Regions from separate parts of the Anas platyrhynchos genome. Here region 1 is linked to region 2. The links are chromatin contacts, called in public Hi-C maps. All regions are on one chromosome and are shown on one strand. The core of a region is the stretch at or near the end of the contact, and the rest is flanking DNA. Distances in the headings are between cores, read along the strand shown. Region 1 has its middle 27 kb from the start of WDR75. Region 2 overlaps COL5A2 (collagen type V alpha 2 chain).

Region 1 (6,325 bases), core at 1,077-3,576, 81 kb after region 2:
CATTGCACAAAGCAGTCATAAAAATGTAATTAGCTGCATGCATAAACCCTTATTATTAACATTAAAAGGCAGTGTGGTATAATATGTTGCTGTAGCTTTTCAAAGCTTTCTTTTCTTAACATTGTTAGTTATTATCATAGAATCATAGAACCACAGAGTATCCTGAGTTGGAAGGGATCCATAAGGGTCATCGAGTCCAACTCCTGGCACCACACAGGTCTATCCAAAAATTCAGACCATGTGACTAAGTGCACAGTCCAAACGCTTCTTATTATCTATAAGATACAACATTCACCTATAGGTTTGCTAAGAAATCAGATTTGCACCACCTTTATGGAAAACACTCTTCTCAAGTAACTGCAGTCTCTGGTGTTTAAAAAAATAATATTTTTTTTTTTAATGGAAATTTTATCAGGGTGGTAGTATTGCAAGCCTCATTTAATAATGGAACATATGAAATTCAATGCTGGCTGTGAAAAATGAAATGCAGCTTTTTATTTTTAAGAACTCTTCAAGTTCAGATATTTATTTTTAACAATTTTCATGTTTAGCAGTGCCTCATGTCAGTGACTCTTCCATTTCACCCATTTCACCCAGAAGTGAAAGGTAGAAGAACACAGCAGGTACAGTAAATACAGGAAGACGTCAGTGTAATTTAGAAGTGTTGGTACTTAATTTTAACAGGAAAAGGAAAATAAAGTGAAATGAATTTTCACAATTTCAGGCAGGTAATTCTTTAACCTTAAAATTCTTTAAACTCTTTTCTAAGTTCTACCACTCCAAAAGCCAGCAGTGTTAAGCATCAGTAACACGTCCTCTCAAACAGCATTTCTATTGCATGTTCTGATGGGGGTCTTAAATGTTTTAAGAATAAAGTAAGAATTACGAATTATTTCTGCTGCTTACTGTATCTGTCCTTCAGAATAACGCCTGTCTGGGGACTCTCTCAGATCCAGCCTTTGTCACAGGAATAGTTCTTTCTCGATGATTTGATCAAATCTGTTGATTAAAAAAAATGAACAGAATTTCCAGTTAGAACATTATGTTAAGAAAAAATTATACACTTTGTCTTCAAACTTGGGTCTTCTTTGTGTAATGACTGTCACACAGATATGTTTACACACAGAACAACTTTCAGAATTTGGATGAACAAATGGCAGTGGATTGTGATTTTCAGTCATGAGATCTGCTGCTTTTATTTCATACAATAAATCCACCACAGGTCTAGCTAAAGCTTTAGCTGATGACTTTGCTTATTTGTCTGCCAAAGTAAAAAGTCATGAGAAATACATGTTTAGAAAACAAAATCCAAGTAAAATGCTATAAATTATCAAAGACCACCAGATTCAGCTTTACTTTTTTGTGAGAAATCCTGTTCTTTATTGGAGTAACTTGCAAGGTATTTTAAACTGAGATGGATGCAGAAACACAATGTTAGATGGACTGGACAAATCCATCTTATAGCAGCACATTACTGAAAGTCATTACCTCCCCAGAATGTGGGGAGCTAAGGCTGGTGCTATTGCCTTCGAGTAATAAAAATCTGATGGGGACAGACCCATAAGCAGCAAGGGAGCACAGCGTTGTTTGGCACTGAATTTTCATCTATTTTAGTTCTCCCTACCATAGCCCTGGCTGGTCTCGTCATCTGCACTGAGGGAGTGAGCATGCAAAACATTTTCTGTAGCTGCTTTCCCATTAAGGGTTACTCCTGGAAATCCTATATGGGAACTAGCTCTCAGTCTTCTCTCGTGTATGTTCCTTTAAAAGCTCCATCTTCCATCCTGGCTACACTTTATTCAGCATGTTCACTTCTTTGCAAACCCATCACCATCCTCCCACTGTTTAATATAGAGAGATTATGTGATCGGATTGTTCCACACATCAGCGTGGCCGAATTTCTTTTTCCAAAATCAAATCTGTGCAAACCAGTAAATTAAATTATGCTGGACATGGGAGCAACGTACCAAGTGCCACACAAGGGTCGTACTGCACAGTCTGGCACACACGTAGACGAGTGATAGCCAGGAGATATTTCCCTCTGTTTGCTAGCTGCTCAGCGTGCTAACTTGCCAAGCAGAAATTCACAAGAAGGAAAATGAAATTAACTGCCACATAAAGAGCCAGGAAGCACCATGGATTCAGTAAACTTAATTAATTTCTTCTAAACAGGATTCCCTCATGTTCTTACAGCTGGGCTGATGAAAAATCACTGCTCTGCAACTGAACTGAATGGAAAACGTTAAGAAAGCCAGGACTGGAGCAGACTTATGAGTCACTACAGAGTAATCCAAAGGGATACAGAGGTCGTCCACTCACTAGAATGTGGGCTGAAACAGTCGCTGATTTATTCTCCAGGAATCCCAATAAGAGGCACTCTCAGGGGAGCACAAGACAAGAGACTTTGCCATGACTGCAGCTACACAGATGACTACAGTAAGAAATTCTGGCAAATGGTAGTGGCTGCGATAGTAAATCCATCCCGTACTCAAAAACCTTGGAGGATACTAGGACTGACAGAGAAGCAAGACATAATCACAATGGCCTAAGTGGTACAATTTGGGGAGTACCAGATGCATTCACTGATTTATTTGTTTGCATTCTTATCAAAGAGAACATCTTCTAGGGTCAGTGTTTGGGACTCATAGTTTATGACTGAGGTTTCCACATGGAGTGTCTTTAGGTGGCTTTGGACATCCTCCTGAACTACAGGACTAGCAGACATGCCTTGCAAGGAAGGATTAGAGGTAGCGTTACATTTGCTGCTGTATGCAGAGTTCACCTCATCCCTTAGAAGTGGCGAATTTCAGCAGCTGCTTTCAGACAGACATTGAGGATTGCTTAATGAGATAAAAAGGTAGAATAAAAAATTAGATTATCATTATAAACCAGGCTTTCTCTTGGAGGCTGCTGGATCAGCCTAAACTAGGTTAAACGCAAGGATTTGTCTTCATATTAAACATATTAATTTAAAATTAAACCAATTTTTAAAATATACCTCTAAGGCTCTAGACGACCAAACTTAATTATACAATACGCTAAAATGCAATTAAATGAAAACCCACAACCTTGGCCACCCACTACTTTGCTGTTCCATAGCTTAAAATTGAAACTTTTAATCTGCTTGACAGAGGCATGGTCTCTTTAGCAGTATTCCTGGAAGTCACCACATTCAGGTTATTTCTGAGTAGCTCAGGCAGAGTTCCTGGTCTCTGAGCCCTTGCAAGATGGTTGTGCGTGCAGCCCAGACCCATTTATAACAGGGAGATACAGCTCTGGCAACTCTTCTGATTACACCTGTAGTACGTGGAACTACACATTAAAGAAACTGCAACATCAACTAGTTACAACTAGTAGAAATTACCTTCCATGACATTAAAAAAGCACTAAGCCCATGTAAAATTAAATACATAAAAATGACGCAGTTTTAAGTGAGCAGTTGGGAACAGAAAGTGAAATACAGGACATCAAACTCAAAGCTGAAGAAACTGCAGTTTGGGCACTCCAAGCTGATGCCATATAGAAGTCCAGATGAAAATGAACATGTTTATAATGCTTACAGAGCTGCTTTCTGCCAGCTGTGGCACACTAACCGATTCATCACACTCCTGCCTGTCACAAATTCACCAACACATGCATTAGTTTCATGCTTAAAACCCAGTTTTGTGCAATATATGGGTAGCACCTGTTTTATCAACCCTAAAGAGAAAGAACGAGAACCACGATTTGTTTTCACAAAGTTCTTTGAAACTTTTCTGATCTCAGTAGCATTTCTGCAGCGGTTGCTGAAGGCAGGGCTTGGCCACAATCGCCTCGCTACAGGTCACCAAGAAGTTCTGCATCACAAGTTTCTTGGTGCCTGATCCCCACTGCGGCATCCAGGGGTTACCTGCACTGCTAGCTATGGAGCTGAGCCAGTGGGAAACTTTGGTAATTTTTAGATTTGACTCCAGTTATGAGTTCTTCCTCCTCATCAGTAGCTTTCTTCACGTGCCTTTCTTATCAGTGACTATTGCTTGATGAAGGTTCTCACTCAGACATAAATATAAAAAAAGGTAAATTAGGCCTAGGCTCTCTAACCTCCCACGACTAAAAGTTCACATTGAACCGGTAAAGCAGTGGTGGAATTTGGCAACCAAAACCACTTTTACTTTGTATGATAACATGTGTCACCACCTTTTAACATTTTAAATGGCATATGCAATTTAAGTGGGGAAAGCAATCACAGAACTGCACAAAATCCCTCTGCCAGATGTTGATGTAGCAGAAGAGGAATCCCAGAGATATCACACACTGGAAACCACAGTTCATCCAGCAATCCAACCTGGAAAACATGACGAGTGCTGTGGGTAATGTTCAAACATCTGTCTTTCTTCCAGAAAGAAGAAAAAAACCCACACCCTGGATTTTTTTAGAGCTACATACATCAATGCATACTCTGAAAATGCTGTGAACCTTTACGTGCCATTTTCTGTCTGCTTTTTAAGTAACCTCACTTTGAGTGTAGACATGGCTCTTCAGTTCTGTCTAGAAAAGATGACTAATATGATCCCAGTCAGAAATGTGCAGTTTTAAGTACGTTATTCTGTGTTTTGCATCAACTGTCCACGGCGAGATGGGAATTATTAATCACTGTAGCAGCCTGCCGCACACAAATAGATTCATTTAACAGATGTAAGATTTAAGTAATGCTCTCTGCTCCCGATGAAAAATTTGGAGGAAGTCCAGTGAAAGTAAAATACAGAGCACAGAACACATTAAAGGAGGAAATGTGAGGAAGAAAAGCGTCCTAAACAGCCGGCACATTCGTGCCTTCCTAGGAGGACACCAAACTGGGCAACCTTGGGGAAGGAGGCGGAATCCTGTCTGCTTCCTGAGGAAGAATGGGGAGCACAAAATTCACTAGCCCCAACCTCTGGGAAGCTGACTCCACAATTATTCCCTGTTTTAAACAAGTAAAAATGTCCATGAAAGTCCTACACAATAGCACAGTGTCTTTAAAGGGGCATCTTTCTGTCTGATTTCCACTGGTGATCAGATTTATAATCTGAGAGATGAGTTGTTGACTTGCATGCAGGTTAAAAGGATTTTTTTTAATTATTTTTAAGAACCTGATACAAAACCTACAGAAATAGCTAGAAAGTTCTTAAGCTTCAAAAGGATTTGGATGAGTGTGTTGTTGTGTTAGAGGATGGCAAAATAAATTGTGCAGTGCACTTTTTCCTGGATGAAGTGCCTGAAAAACCCACACAAATGAGAGCTCTTCAGAGGTTGTTTTTTTTAGTAATCTAAGACAAAAATCCTTGCAGAAAGACAATCCCTTTAAAAGATCAGAGTATTACATCATCTCTCAAAGCATTATTAAAATACCATTCCCATAGCGTCAGTCGGTCTTACTACCACCAAGAAGGAAAATTCGAGTAAATGGAATATTTCATGTGCAGTCTTACTACACGGCTAGAAATACCATAACAGGTTGTAATTTTTGGAGGATAATAGGTTGTAATAATATATGCTGTGGCTGCTTTTTGGTTTTAACATATTTCTAAAATAGACCGGTATTTCCATCTTTTAACCAAGTTATTACAGCTGTAGCATATTTTGTGTTCCTGCTGTCAGAATATGCTTACTTGACAGATGACTATATTTTATTTTATAGAATGAATCATATGATCGTAAAATATCCTGAGTTGGAAGGGACCCAGAGTGATCCTCAGTGCTTGGGTTTAGAAGCATCTAAACCCAAATGCTTGGGTTTAGAAGTACCAGTCAAGGATTATATCATAACAGCATTATGGTAAGAATAGGAAATAAGAGTGTGTGCCTATCACAGATGAGAGACTACATCTGATAGACAGAACTACAAGGTAATAGGCAGGTATTGTAACACACAATTTAAAGTCAGAGCTAATCCACTGGCTAAATATTGCTGAGTATTTGGAGGTATCTCAGGGTCGAGGAGATTGCCTGCAGGTATTTTTTGTTTTGTTAAGATTTGGGTTATGATAGGCTTAGGGGAAAGCAGAGAGCTGGCTGCAAACAATAAAGTGGTCAGGTTGTACATAACTGGTAGCGAAGAGATGTGGGTGAGCTCGAAACATATTAACTAACAAGTAAGCAAGAGACTGGACCATCAGCCATTAAGCATGGAGAGAGACAATAAAGGAGAGAGACAATGTTATTAACAATTCTAAATATAAAGCTTAAAGCTTTTAATGTGCTGTGTTTTTTGTGTTTTGTTTTGTTTTGTTTTGTTTTCTATTAATAAGACTTAGTTGAGACAATGTTCAATTCAATAGAACCGAACTACAAGTTAATGGGAAAA
Region 2 (6,628 bases), core at 1,923-4,422:
TCCCAAAACACAGCAGGAGGCACCCCATCTGTTTATTAATGCTTGCCACATCTTGCTCCATTGCTCAATTACACAAGTCCCTACCACACACTCTTCATTACTATTTTGTTCTATACTAAGTTAATCAACAGTCATTATACCTCCTGAAAAAATAAATAAATGCTTTAATTGTCGTATAAAGAATAGTTCAGATAATGCAATGCACCGTATTAATGAATATTAATTGCACGTTAAGAGATTTTCTCTTAGGACAATATTTGGAGGGATTTACTTCATCCAAGTCTCTCCCAGAATTAAAAATTGACTGGAAAAGACATTATCTTGAAGGTATATCACAGAAAGTATGCAAGCAGGAAGTTAAGAATACTTTATACTACTTTTTTTTTCTGATGTCTCATGAGAGAACTGTGTGTTCGTGTTTCACCTTGGGGAAACGCTTTATAGTGCTTACATTTCACCACTTACAGAATCAAGATTTACATTGATTCAACTATTGGAGAGGCCTGGAATTGAGCTTTCTATCAAAGAATGCTCTGTTTTATTATGTCTTAGCATATTCATCTTTCAGTTCCAGATGAACCACAAAAAGAACCCAGAAAGCAATCTCCTTGAAATATCAAGATGGAATTCAGCTCAACCTCGTAGCTGTAAAGCCTTTGGGCTTAATCACATTCATAGTCAGAAGAAAACTGTTTCCAGAGCCAGCTCAGGTGCAAACCAAGACGGAAAACAGCTGCCAAGTATTTACTCTCTTCAGATTTAAACTTTCACTATGGAAATGCTATTAGAAACTTCAGTATCGTGAGGTTTCTACTCCTTTGGGCTGATTTTAGAGAACTTTAACCTCACCACCGATCTTCCTGCATATTCAGACTTGAAACTGGGAACAGATCTAGATTTCATCAGGGTCTCCCTATCCCATTTTGAACCACAGCAGAGCAAATCTCATTCTCAAGGCCAGCCTGACTGGTTCTCCTTTCAACAAAAAGTGAACTGGAAAGCAATCTTACCAATGCCGTTGTCAAAATCTCGTGTCGTATGGGGACACACAGGACAGCACTCCCCTGGGGGCACCTGTGGGTTCTCACACTCCAGCACATCTTGACACTGGATTTCATCGCAAAGAATAGCTCCGTTGTCACAGACGCAAATTTGGCAAGGCGACGGCTTCCAAATATCCCGGTTCAGGTACATCTGGCCATTCTGAGTGCAGGCGATTTCTTCACCATCTTCTCCTGGAAAAAAGAGTGAGGATATATTAAACATTTTCCAACTGTGAAATCAAAGGAGTATTAGGATGAGGAAAGAGCAGGTCTGGAGATGAAAAGCAGCACCACATACATGGAGAAAACAGTCTACCAGCATAGCTGAAGTTAATGTCTTTTAAATACCAGTCATCTTAAATGTCTTTCTTATTTTACCACCTTATTCCTCAGACAAGGAGAAGTAAAATGGAGTCGTGGAAAAGCACAACCCCACCACAAGGTCTCAAAAGCATATTGCCTTAGGAGTATCTGTATATAATAGATTGTCTACGTGGCCATTTACATAGGTGTAGCATCTACTGAATACGAATGTTCTATCTGTGTATGTGTTTCTCACATTTGTATGGAGCTCATCCTATTTTACTAAAGTTATGCATCTTTTTTACCCTAATCCATGTGCTTTATAGCAAATTTTCTTTCTTTCTTGCCTTAGTATTGTCACCTTTATTTATTTTTCTTGAATTCCACTAATTCCATTTAGAAATCCATTCAATGTAGTTTTCCAGTCTACTGTCACCAAGACAGAACGACTTCCCTAGGTTGAATTCTCTCTCTCTCTTTTATTGTTTGTTTTTATGTTAATGTTCTGAGAGAACTTAAAATTTTCAAAAATTTCCCTGTTTGAGGGGGAACATGACTGTCCCTTTAGGTATTGTTCTATCCATAGTTAAGTCCATGCCTGTGTTTTCTTCCTGCTGTGTAAGCAAACAGTCCAAATACCTGTAGTTGTTGTTTGGGTTGGTTTCGGTTTTTGGGGGGGGGTGAAGGGAGAGTTGTTTTTTTTTGTTTGTGTTTTTTGTTGTTGTTTTTTTTTTTTAATAATGAAGTAATAACCTCCTCCTAAAAATAAAAAACAATTTTAAAATAAAACACACTTAAAACAAAAAAAAATTCTTTGGTTGTCCAACATTTTTAAAAATCAACAGAAAAGAGACTTTTTCACTTTGGCCCAATGAATTTTTCATCCTCTAAAGCTCCACACAACACAAGCTCCAGCAGTAGGAACGAACTGTCCTCAGTTCCCAGGCAATGGGTCCCAAACCTGCAACCCAAAAACCCCAGTGCCAAGATTCCCTCCTCGGAGCCATAGGCAGCAGAGCTCCCACACGCAGCCTCCTGTGCTTCAAACAACTCTCCGGACCTTGGGATACTGTGGCAAGGATTCATCTTATCCTGGGTGGCAACTCCAGCTGACCACAGAAACCCTTCTATCAAAAATGTCTTTGGAACTGGAACAATCTGGTTAAAACCACGGGCTGAAGATTTCCAAACACCTCTAATTTTGAACCAAAGTAAGACTGGGAACAGAGGTAGCTCTACATACATATTCTGGGTGCATCCCGGTAGTCAAAGATCACGATCAGCATTTTTTAAGAAAAGCTGTTATTAGCACAGCAATTAACAGCACCAAGCGCAAGGTCAGCTTCACTGTTCTGTGCATTTCTGCCCTAACTTGAACCAGATGTAAACAGAAAATCACAAAGCAATAAACAGGAACAGATTTAGGATTTCAGCTTTGTGCCTTAACTCAAGTCCCGTTACTCCATCAATGTCAAAGCTCAGAGAAACGGAGCAGATGTGTCATTAACTGTTGCCTGCCATCATCAGCTTCTGCAGCTTCCCAACAGAAACTGAGATCCAAATTCATACCAGGTCATCTCCTCTTCAACTGGTTCATCACATACACTGACAAAACGACTCGAAGGGGTGCCACAGAAGCTCGGGAGGAAATGTTTTCAGTGTGAAGTAAAGACATCGACCAAGTGTGGTGCACAGCCCATTTAGGATACTGTGAGAATCACTTTCCAAACTGCAGAACGCATTTTGGAAAGCACTCTTCTCACTTCTCCCTTGTGTGCATGACATAACGTGCTGTCTGACATATTTAGCCTTTTTCCCCCAGATGTCTGGCATATGGTCTGTGTCTTCCTTAACGTAGCACCAGTAGAACTCGCTGTGCTGTTCCAGAGCTGCAGTTTGCATAAATGAAATTTCTGAGTTACCGAGCCCAAAGTCAGCCTTCTGTCATGGCTTCAGATAAACCACACAGCAACTGCTTTGGCAAATCGGAGCTGCGCCAGGTGGTGACTGGCTTCTGCCGGAGCCCTGCTCGGCGGCTGGGGAAGGGACGGGCAGGCAAAGGGAGGGGGCAAACCAGCACATAGTCACTTCTGGAAATATTTTAAGAAGTCTGACTTCCTCTCAGATTGCAGATACACTGATAACTTTAAAAGAAAAGCAAACTTTTTTTTTTATTTCAAATCTTTTTTACCACATTTGCTGTCTCTGGTTTTCCTTTAGGCTGTGACTGTGCTACACTAAGAGTAACCTGCAGAGAGCAGCTCCTGCACCTCCAACTCATCCCACAAGCAGCTTTTAATGTTTCACCGTCAGACCTGAGCTGTAGGCACGTTATCCATCCATACCCAGACCAGCAGAAAAGCAGCAAAGGAAATTGTACTACTCTGTTTCTTCCCTGCCTTGGAAATCGACAAGTTTTTTAATTATAGAGGCCGAGTCACTAAGTATTTGTTTCACATGTTCTTTCTACCTCTGCAGTTGTAACACAAGATGCTAAACGACTCCAGAAGCAGCTTTGGAAATTGTTAATGTGGCAAAATGATCTGGTAGTCAATTAACCAACTCCTTTCTCACCAACAAGTACAACTATTACTGCTATTGGACCTGAGTACAGAATCCACAGGGTCACCAATCTGTTCGAGTCAGCGAAAATGAGTCTCAGAGCAGCCTGCAAACACAAAAGGCAAGGTACAAAAAATACCCTAGGAAGTATTTAAAGACATTCATTTGTGTGCTTGTACAAAAGGACCTTTCGGAATGAGGTTTTCAATGACATGCACCATGACTATAATGTGATTTTTTTTCTGTTATACATTGATCTGTTGGAATATCATTTCAGCACGAAAGAACTGTTCAACCACAAGTCCAAAGTCAGCCCCAGCTGATATATCAAATCACCATGTTCAGAGACCAAGCATCAACTCTTTGCAAGTAGAAATCACGTCATGCGCTGACATACCCAGGCCCAGCTCTGACAGCACTGAAGTTGTACAAATTACTGAGGAAAATAAATAAATAAATAAATAAATAAATAAATAGAAACCTCCCAGCCACTAGATGGCTGTCAAAGCCCATCAGTCACATGAGGAAAACCCAAAGGCGTCCAGCAAAGGCGTGCAAGCCACACCCTGCTTTGGGCATTTTTGCTGAGCTTGGTTTCTTTGCAAGCAAATATCCATGTTAATTCCCCTCCTCAACGAGCCAAGGACACGACGAATGTTTTAAGAGAGAGCATACGAAACCACTGCAATCTTGCACTAGCAGATGTGCACCATGGTGCAAGTGCACCTGGAGATCCACCACTTGCTTGCTTTTCTGGCACACGTTGCCTGGTGAGCAGAGCTTGGCCAGCAGGCTGCTCTGCCAAGGGCTCACACAGGGGAGAGAAATGGAAATCAGAGAGTAAAGGGGGAGAAAATGGGTCTTGGTTTGTTTATAGATAGGGAAAAGAGAAGGATTCAACAGCAAAGCAGCTCCATTTCATTTCACTTTTACTCACTCAAGCAACACCATAATTAAAGGAGTGTAAATGCTGATGGACCTCCAGAGGCAGAGAACACAGCCTAACAGAGCCAGAAGAGATGACGGCTGGTCCTTAAAGCTCCAGCTGCCAGCGTTATGCTTGCTTTCTGCCAAGAGGGACTTCTTGATGCATATTCTACACTAAGTCCACTACTTTTTTACATTGTTTAACATAAAAAGTCTAGAACAGAAAAGGAAATATTACGGAATGAAAAAGACTGGAGAGAAAAGAGCTTCTGCAGGTAGCTTCTCGTCTTTGTTAGCCTGATTCTGGACTGTGGAAAATATATGGAAATACAAGATTGCAGTAAAATCCTTAGTGTTTAAGTTAAACAAAACATAATCCTGCAAGAAAACTCTAGAATATGAAAAGCTGAATTTCAAGTTATGCGTTACAATCTAACCCTGCTGACTCATAAAGCAGAGGTGCAGAAGAAAATCAAAGTGAAGGCCAGTACGTGCAAACAGCCATTTTGCAGATGTACCACTGTGCATGTGGACGGAGTGCCAAGAGATGGACAAGAGTAGCTTGGTGTTAACAACGCTTGATTGCCAGCCTGCTACAACATTAGCACAGAGCTTCATTCAGTTCTCATTAAATCAATGGGAAAAAAACTCCTATTTGCACCTATAGGAATCACACTGCCTGTAGAGATTTTATCTTTTGATAACTTTTGCATTTGTTCCATAGAAAGGATTCTTCTTAATAGTGATTAGCACAGACAGCTTACAGAGGAAGTAATTTGTAGCTACATGTATGAGGAGGAACCTGGAATCCCTTAGCAATTATATTAATAAAATAATTCAGTATTCTCTTTATGTGAAATGTTTGACTGGCATTTATCAAATCAAATTTGTGTTCAGATGTCTCCATTCAAGATGTGTCATGCTTCTCAATGACCTAGAAGTAATAGCAACAGCACAAGGATGCACTTACATGCAAATAACAGCATTCTCTTAGAAAAGCTCACCAGTACCAAGGTCTTTGACACACCGTTAATCCACTAAGTGTTACAGATGAATGTCCTCTCCATGTCTTGAAAGGCAGTTAAATTCCCCTGCACAGTCAAGCCAGTAAGTTAGGAACGACACATACATGTACAGACCCCTCAGGAGTACAGCACAGAGGATTTATTCATTATAGGACCCTGAGGTCCCATGAGGTGCACTGTGACATCTGTGTCCCCAGGCACATCTGGTTCCTGCTTAAACACCTTACAGGATAACTTGCAAAGTTCACATGAAATAAATATTTGAGAAGCATCCTACAGATTAAAGAAGTCCAGTGGTCTCAGTTCATCATGAGATTTCAAGGTGATTGTTTAGTCAGTCATCTAGAGACGGAGCTGAAGCCCTTGGGCCATGTTTGAGAATAATAAAAGACCCAGGGTGTATTCCTAAATAACACAGGTAATTTTAAAATGTGTATTTTAGGAATGGAAAATTACAGAGACTCAACTGTTTTTCTTGCAGAGTCTACTACCATAACATCAAGTACGAATAAATACTGCCAAGTATCAAGATGTAAGTCAGCTCCCAAGCAGGGACTTAATGAACTGCTGAAATTGCTACAGCAGTTAACCAGAGCCTTACTGCAGACATGCACTCTGCAGCTGGCCAGCTGTTCTGGCTGGCACCACGGAGAGGGAGTTCACCCCCCAAGGTTTGTCAACCAAGAAAACCTAAACTCCAAGCTCTGAAGAGCAGTCTGGAAGCAAAAACCAATGATAAACCAATACATGTTGAGTTGGGAGAAGAGA

What was found. Hi-C and Micro-C count contacts between places; a contact is called where the count stands out from the background.
Region 1: a contact with region 2 is called in a Hi-C map of skeletal muscle, with 3 times the contacts expected there. The contact joins two enhancer-like sites. A contact is called at or near these places in 5 of 8 Hi-C or Micro-C datasets (F1 follicle, liver, skeletal muscle and 1 more).

The regions. Positions count from the first base shown.
Region 1 is chr7:35,792,570-35,798,894 of IASCAAS_PekinDuck_T2T, forward strand. No RefSeq gene overlaps it. Among named protein-coding and RNA genes, the nearest start is that of WDR75, 27 kb to the right of the region's middle. Within about 2 kb of position 2,327, at least 3 of the 8 cell types and tissues checked have an H3K27ac peak or open chromatin away from gene starts, as enhancers often do. A contact at or near this core is called in subcutaneous adipose tissue, where this site is marked.
Region 2 is chr7:35,710,744-35,717,371 of IASCAAS_PekinDuck_T2T, forward strand. COL5A2 (collagen type V alpha 2 chain) reads right to left here. Exons shown (of 54, transcript XM_038182147.2): 2 at 1,011-1,235. Among named protein-coding and RNA genes, the nearest start is that of COL5A2, 47 kb to the right of the region's middle. Within about 2 kb of position 3,173, at least 1 of the 8 cell types and tissues checked has an H3K27ac peak or open chromatin away from gene starts, as enhancers often do. A contact at or near this core is called in subcutaneous adipose tissue, where this site is marked.